Linked DNA regions of Capsicum annuum: region 2 is linked to region 1. A link is a contact called in public Hi-C data. All regions are on one chromosome and are shown on one strand. The core of a region is the stretch at or near the end of the contact, and the rest is flanking DNA. Distances in the headings are between cores, read along the strand shown. Region 1 overlaps LOC107870544. Region 2 holds the start of LOC107872377.

What was found. Hi-C and Micro-C count contacts between places; a contact is called where the count stands out from the background.
Region 2: a contact with region 1 is called in a Hi-C map of leaf, with 2.5 times the contacts expected there. The contact joins the promoter of LOC107872377 here to the enhancer-like site in region 1. A contact is called at or near these places in 2 of 5 Hi-C or Micro-C datasets (leaf and placenta).

Annotation. Positions count from the first base shown.
Region 1 is chr5:28,960,887-28,965,017 of UCD10Xv1.1, reverse strand. LOC107870544 reads right to left here. Exons shown (of 3, transcript XM_016717105.2): 3 at 1,637-1,962. Among protein-coding and RNA genes, the nearest start is that of LOC107870544, 13 kb to the right of the region's middle. Within about 2 kb of position 2,402, at least 1 of the 5 cell types and tissues checked has an H3K27ac peak or open chromatin away from gene starts, as enhancers often do. A contact at or near this core is called in leaf, where this site is marked.
Region 2 is chr5:29,112,563-29,117,160 of UCD10Xv1.1, reverse strand. It overlaps LOC107872377, which reads left to right and starts at 3,101. Exons shown (of 1, transcript XM_016719114.2): 1 at 3,101-4,212. The coding sequence starts at 3,163. The coding sequence ends at 3,723. It overlaps LOC107872378 (kunitz trypsin inhibitor 5), which reads right to left and starts at 470. Exons shown (of 1, transcript XM_016719116.2): 1 at 1-470. The coding sequence starts at 378.

The sequences.
Region 1 (4,131 bases), core at 1,153-3,652:
AACTTTTACAAAATAAAAATTATACCTTGCAAACTTTTTGAGATTTCTTGTTGGACACATTCTTGGCATTTTTCACTTTAGCCCTCGTCCTTGTTACTCGTGAAGGTATTTCTCCTCCACACTTAAATTTTTTGAGTTTGAATAATGAAATCTCATCCTCAAAATTGGAGTCGGACACTTGTTCACTAACCATATTTTTTCTCTAATGATTCTTCTTATCTTGAGGAATCTCAACCTTTTTATTGAGATTTTTTTCAGTATGCATGTTCAAATTGAGTTTCTTCGATTGTTCATGAACAAACGGAACTTCAATTTTATCGGGCAAGCATTGATTTTGATTCTTGTTGTAAGACCCACTTTCAACAATCTTTTTTTACACTTCGATAGAGGAGATGGAGTGAAACAACTTAAAATCAAACAAGGGTCTAGAAAGATGAATGAGGCTACTATTTTTTATTATTCTAGGACTTCTACACGAAGGAATAGAATCAATTTCGGTTTAGACATGATTAACAATGGAGAATAAAAAACACAAATATATCAATTTTGTATTTTTATGGAAAGAAGATGAATATTATCTGAAACCCATTTTTTTTCTCGAGTACGTTAATGAAGAATCAACTTTCAATAAAGTTTTAAAGGTTGAGTATTAGGATGAAGAAAGAGAATAAAGTTTTGAAGTTTAGATTATTTGAATGGAGAAAGAGAGAGGTGCTTCCGAATTTTTTTCGGATAATTAAATAGATTTAAAAGTCATTTTCCTTCAATAAAGTTATCTGATAAAAGTGTGCAATCTTTTAAATAAAATATAATATATATATATATATATATATTTTACCATAATTATCAATACACACTTTAAGGAGAATATTGATTACAACCCTATAAATATGGAACTGATTTTAAATTATATAATTAAAAAACAAATTTTGAAAATACAATAAAAATAATATATATTTTAATAAGTTACGATAACTTGTAATGAAATTACCATTAATGCAATTATCTAAAATTGCTGTAAAAATTTGTAATTTTGAATCTAATAATACTATATGGGATAATTTTTTTTTAGTAAGAGAATTGTGGGGTAATCACATGATGCTGTATGCGAGGGCAGAATTTCAACCCTTTGCCCTTTCAAATTTATGGCTGCAAATGACAAAAACACAATTAATAATTGCCTTAAGCGTACAAGAAGAAGATAACTACAAGAAAGAGAAAAGGGAATTTTTTGGAAAATTACAAGGAATCACCTAAAAAAAGAAGGCATGCTCTTGGATTGGATATAGGTTTCCTAACTAGAATTCTCATTTCAATGGAATTGAGTAGTTTTAACTAATATGTGGAAAGGTGTATGGATTTTAATTGAAAAGTAAGTTGTAATATATTGCATTTGCGAAAAAATAAAAAATTTTGCAATTTTTTGCATGTATATCTACTTCATGACAACTTTAGATGTACGGTGTATGAAGTTCAGCCTAGACCATATATGGCTGAACTTGCCTCACTATGTCTAAGAGGTTTGATTTTTCAAGTGCGTGCTTAACTTCAGACACCATGTGTTTGAAGTGGGAATATATGTAAAAAATATTTAAAAGTGGGTACATGTTAAATGACAGTATCAAAGCAGGCAGCCTCATGAAACTTTTACACCTTTAGCTGAAGTAAATAATAGATAGTTGACAGGTAAAGCATAAGATAACAATATCAAATTCTGCATACATCCTACCTTTTCCAGACCCTCGCCGGTGGGATACAATGGGTATGTTGTTGTTAAGACAATCAATGTGAGTTCATAAACAAGTGAACTAACGTTTACTCGAAGTAAATAATGAGAGGTCAGGAACAAAAAATGTCGATGTCAAAAGCTTCTCCCATCAACTGTGAGTAGTAACCAATGGAAGCTTCTCTTCGCGGTATCTTTTCCATTTCCAATATTGCTCTCAGGCTGTTTTTCTAGGACTACTGCAACCATGTAAAGGGAAAAAGATAAGAATCAACATACAAATGATCCAAAAGCCTGTTGCTGATGACTTATATGCTTGAAGGTCGAAGCTAATCATAATTCAAACTTAGATGTTGATTTCTGAAGGACATTATGTCGTGTAGAACTATATGCTAATGTTTAGAAACCTAAAATGTTGAGGTCAGACCCTCTAAATTGAGACGTTGGAGCAATTATTTGCTGATATCGAAATGTCAGCAAATGGTAACCCGGTTTGAACATTAAGAAGTCTAAATTAGTGAAACCAAGAGGTTCACATAAACATTTTATATAAAGAATATCCACAACTTATCAACCTTAGAATTTTCAAAATCTGGGTCGGGTCCATGTGACCCGACCTGATCCGACACCCCCAGGGACCAAGGTTAAGAAAGGAACTCAAGAAAAAATCATACCACATGCTGCAAACTGAACAAAATCTCAAACTGCTTCTAAGGTAAACTACCACATTATCTATGACTATCCCCGGTAATTCAAGAATATTAGCTCTATATGTATGTGGCTCATATTCATATGCAATCATTGCCTTATTTATTCCCAGAGATTCAACCTTTAAAGAGCAGCAAAAAATGGATTGTTTCTCACAGAGTATGTAGATGCATTATTGACAGAACGTAATGTAACAAATCAGTTGTCAACGAAAGACACATGCTAAAGTCATTAGTTTTGTTTAAAATCTTGCAAGCATGAAATTTTCCTCAACTTTTGATTGCCAACAATATATATGCATATATATTTCAGTCAAAATGTAGAATTTAAATGTCGAGCAGAAATAAAAGCGGCAGTCAAAATTTTGAATTTAAATGTCAAGCAGAAATAAAAGCAGCAGTGATAGAATTAGATGCTGAGTAATTACTATAATCAAAATACCAAATCCTTCAGTAAAGGCACTCTAAATAGATTAGAAAAAACATCTTTGGACAATTTGAAAACATTATAAAAAATTGATCAGGAAAACAAGTTTGTAAAATACTAGAAAACATTGAAATAGTCCTCATTAATCTGAGGAAACCAAAATAGATACCAGGTTTATTTTCCATTGGATAGAATTGTTCATAAATCAGGCATCTCAACAAGAACAACAACAACCACCTACCCAGTGTAATCCCACCAAGAGGGGTCTGGGGAGGGTAGGGTGTACGCAGACCTTACCAGTTCCTCAGAGGTGTAGTAGAAAGGCCATTTCCAGTAGACCCTAGGCTCAAGAAAAGAGGTCTACTGCCTCAGAAGTGTAGTAGAAAGGTTTTTTCCGATAGATCCTCGGCTCAAGAAAAAGAAGTCTAGAAAAAAGACGTAATGAAAGTACAAGAGACTATAGATAGTGAAAAAACACCAAATAGTAGCAGAATAGTACTACAACAAAAATCAGGCGTCTTTGTGATTAAAAAGATGCACAAATATAGAGAAAAATACATAAAACAAACAATGTTTTTCCTTCATGCAAATTACATTCCCTTGAGAAGATATACATAAAAAACCCAAGGCATGAATATATATCATATATGTATCTTTTACTTAGTGGCATATTTGGATTCTTTATCGGCACATAGCAGAAACTCAGACTTTCTGGTTGAAACAACTATTCAAGATTAGTTTTCTATGGTGAAAGGGATATGAGAACTCTGTACTGTTGTTGCTACCACTGCTTTTGCTGCTCTAAGTGATTAGTTTCTTCCATTGTATGAACAGTGACATTCTTGTTATATTCAGGCTTCACGCTTCGCGTGCCACTTAGAATGTAGCTGGTTTTTTCCTCTTTTGGTGGAATATAGTTATGCTTTGCAGGTTCTTGTTGAATATAGCTATACTTCGAAGCTTTATGGGTGTTTTGAGTCAATTAGGATAACCAAGGAACTTTCCGTCACTGTTTATGATGTTTCAGTTGCATCCATTTGTACCTTCTATGACAAATTGCAAGCTATATGGAGAGTTGGTGCTTCACATAGACAACACATAATTATGTGTATGATTAGGGAGTAAAAACATTTAGGCTTTGAGTCAACATGAATATGAAGGAGGCTTTCAAATTGCATCTGAATGTGATCGATTGTATATATATGGAAGCCAAATGTATTTTTTCATATAATTTCACCCATAAGTCTTTATGGTTTCCCAACTAGGAAAAT
Region 2 (4,598 bases), core at 1,852-4,351, 150 kb before region 1:
CACACAAATTGTGGCAGCAAAAAACACAATGTTTAAATCAGTTGATAAATTTATGACTTGTTGTTTATTGTCAACAGGGATGAATCTTGTTGGAAGGCCATTGGATGATGATTCAAGATTTTCTTGCATGACATAAAATGGACATGGCCTATTTTTAGCTGCTAGTACTAGTCCACCTCCTCCTCCAGTAGTACTAGTTCCATTTTGATTAGGTAAAATTGTGTATTTTAAGCCAATCTGTAGCGCACGACCATCAGTGTCCAGCACTGATGTGGTTGTTATTGGTGTTGTTGCTGGTTGCTGGCTGGTTGTTAGGTAAGATAAAGAGAATAATATTTGGAGTATGAGTAATAATTTTGGGTAGTTTGTAGTACCCATGGTGCCTTCCCTTTTTTCTTGGAAAATGTGAGTACTTACGAGTGACCAGTCATGTTTATATAGAGTATCTGAATACAGTCAAAACGATGGTAGTGGAACGGTAAACACTCATCTATCCTTAATTTATCGTTTTGAGTTTGAGATTTCAATACAAAATCGTCTTTAATAGGGAGCTAGCGCATTACCACTAAAGCGTGAGATTTTTCGGCTGAATCTAAACTAGTTGGACTCCAAAAAAAATTAACACTTATCTGAGTAAATTGGAAGCAGAGGTCCGCCTAGAATTGTCTAATTTAACTTATGTACAATTAACATAATTTCATGTGACTATTGATATTAACTGGAACTACTCAGCTAAAATTACGCAAATAACCTTTAATAGCATTTCATATTGTATTAATATGGTGAATTTTTCATTACAGTATCCAAGTTACTAATTTCAATTATTACAATGATTACTCGTAATTATATATTAGTGACCTGACAATGTAGATTTTTTTTTTTTACTTAATTTGTCAACATATAAAAATTATCGAAGTTAAACTCTTTAAAATAATATGTATTTTATCGGGTTCAATTTATAAAACATGCTTTCCTTTTTAGTTAATTTCGAAAAAAAAAAAGATATTTTTCTATATTTAGTAAAATATTAACTTTACACTTTCTATTTTACTCTTAATGAGATGACTTATAGTCATATAAATATATTTCACTTATATTAACCACAAATTTTAAAAAGTTTCTTTCATTTGTACATATTTTTACACACAATTAAACATTTTCACATAAATTAAAACGACGAAAGTATTAATCATGAAGCGTAGTAAAGATGCACCCTAGTCCAGTTGAATAGTAGGTGCAATCATGTGAATATATTTTTCAAAGTTGTTTCATTGTTTATACTTTATATATACGTATAATTGGTTAATTGCCTTAATTTTATACTCCGGAAACAAACGAGTAAAATCTGATCGACTTAAAAGGTGTGTTTGGTACGGAGGAAAATTTTTTCCAGATTTTTTTTTTTAAATGTTTGATTAGCCAAAAGTTTTAAAAAATATTTTTACCAGGAAAATAATCTTTTTAGAAATAAATTCAATGACTTTCCTAAGTAGTGAAAGTAGAAAAAACAAGTTCGAATAGTAGCATTTCATATTGATCGTATCCTCTCCATCCTTCAACACACCTCATCTTCATCCCACCTTGTTATTAGCCCCGATCCCACCCCTCACCCTTACTTTCCATCTCCATTTTTATAGAATTTATTTAAATTATATACTAATATCTTTATAATAATATTTTTTACTTGCATATCAAACACATCAAAAGATAAATTCACTTATTTTCTTAGAAAGTATTTTTCTTCGAACTATGCTACATAACAAACTATGCTAATATTTAAGATCCATATTTATTGATATTTCCAGTGCTCGATCTGGAGCTAGCAAGTTGCAATCACCGTATCATGTGTCAAATGTTCATGTAATCTGTCCCATTGTAATTGGTAGTAAGAAAAAAGAGGTTCACGAGGGAGAAAATCAGTGTCTTTTTCTTTTTGTTATTTTGTACAATTTCTACTTCAATAGGGACCAAAAAGTAACCTTGGTGTCATGAAGAAAATGAAATAAAATGTCTTCACCTTGACTTGCTTACAATTTAGAGGCATGCATATGACACATAATGGACGAAATGAATGCTTTCAAACATGAAGAAATGTTGGTGGATATTTTTGTAAATTGTTGTTTCTTTCATTTGTGAGTTGCTCCCATATGACATGTGCAATGTTCATATATGTGTTTTATTTGATCATGCTATGTAATCTTTACCCACTACGCCAATTTGGTTGAGTCATGATGGAAGCCATGTTTCCTCTTCTAAAAGTTTGGTATTGGTTAATTGGTTGTGATTAGGTTGGTGTTTTTTTTTTTTTTAATCTTTTCTCCAGATACTTTACCATAGGTTTGATGTAGGAAATTAATATTATGTGGTCGCACAGGGTTCGAGGAAAGGTTGTATTCCAAAAGGGTGTGATATACTTTCATATCTATCTCGATAAAAGCATTAACGATTGATTTCATGACTCGTGAAATTTGTGATAGATAGGTCTCACATAAATAACTTTAATTACTGTTGCTTCAAAAATCTCATTCACCCCAGGTTTGAAGGATAAAAATTGAATAGCTTAGGGTCGTTTGATTTGAATACAAGTTATGCTGATAAATTTGAGATCAAGAGCACACAACACAAATCATAATATCATGAATTCTAATTTACTTCAAAAATCAGTCAATTATCGATTGACGTTCCGTCAAAATCTATTAAAACAACAATCATCAGAAAACTCAATTTTTTGTTGAATTTCTGACGGACATATCCATCGAAAATTGACTGATGTCTAGTAATGCATATAGCTCCTAAGACACAATTATCCAGCTAAAATCTTCACTATTCTCATATTAACAATGCGAAAAGAAAGTAGAATCATTTGATTGAAAATATAATTAACCAAGTTCCTATTTATCAATCAAGACATGATCAATTTTTAGGATGTTAAATTAATTCCATGACGCACAAAAAACTCAGGCATCCTATGTGGTTTAGGTGGAAAAAACAAAAGATGGATTAAGTAAACCAAACCTTTAAAATTTTAACAAAACTCCCTAAAAAGGAACAGTATTTAAAAGAAACCTCCCCAAAATAATCATACCTCAAAAATCTTATTCCTCAATCAACTTAATTTCTTTTGAAGACCAAATTAAACCATCAAACCAATTTGTTATAATCATGATAGCAAGAATCATATTTTGCACTGCAGTTTTACTAGCAATACTTTCAGTAATTCTCCTAGCAATATTCTCACCAATACCCCAGGGAAACAAATCAAAAAGTCCCCCTTGGGTTGATTTATCTCTTTATATTCAACAGCCTCGAGTATCTGTTTCCAATATTTCTCCCGAAAAAACTCCAACAGACTTTAGCGCTTTAATTTTCCATCGCCTTCTTACAGAAGGCCCGGAAAACACGTCTCGTGTAGTTGGGAAAGTGCAAGGTTTCATCATCCCCATTCAAGATTTCGCGAATTCAGCGTTTAATATTATTTATCTTACGTTTAGTTCAAAAGAATTTAGTGGGAGTCTTAGTGTTGAGGCTAAAAGTTTGACAAATGACAACAAGGGAGAGTTTATGAATGTTGTTGCTGGTACTGGCTATTTTGCCTTTGCTCGTGGCCTAGCTATTTTTTCACAAACAGAAAGAGAAGCTATTAATTCTGATAATTTGGAAGCTAATTATCATATAAAGCTTCAATTGAAATTCCCTAATACATCACAAACAATTCCAAAATGAATTATTAGCAAGGGCAGTCCGGTGCACTAAGCTCCCGCCGTGAGGTCACGGGAAGGGTCGGATCACATCGCCTATATTTCTATAAGACGCCGTTTCCACGATTTGAAGTGTTGACCTCCCGGTCACATGACGTCAAGATTTCCCTAGATGAATCATAAGCAATCTTTTAATTTTTTTAAATATGGAATATACTAGGATAATTTTTGGGGAAATATATTCTTCACGAGAGAAAGTCAATCATATAAGAAGAAGTATAAAAAAGGAGAAAGCAATAACACATGAAGGCAACTGTTTTTGTTTTGAATGGAAAATATTGGTTTGATTTGATTCTATCTATTTATTTTGATCTGATAAAGTCAAAGGAATCTATGCATAATATAATGGGGTTCTTTCAGAAATAGTGACAGTTTGATGTAAAACTCACCTTTCATAGTCATATTTTACATAATTATCATTTATAATCGATGTATTCAGTTTACGCTCGTTGTATTCGGTTTTATCAATAGTCTGTATTCATATAAAATATAAATACAATACCTATTTAGTCACTGTATTTTATTCACAGCCGTTGTATTCACTTTTACTTAGTGGTCTGTATTCATAAAAAATATAAATACACTACATATTTAGTCTCAACAAAAACACTAACATATTTTCTTTTCTTATATTTTTTCTTTTTTCTTTTTTTTTTCTTTTTCGTGTTTTCCTCGTTTTTTCTTCTTTTTTTGGTTTTTTCTAGTTTTACTTTTTTTTATTTGTTTCTCTCTCTTGTATCTCTAACATCTATTTCTCTTTCTTCTTTTCTTTGATTTTTTTTGGTCTCTTTTTTGTACTTATTTTCTTTATCCTTTCTTTTGTTCTATTTTATATTTTTG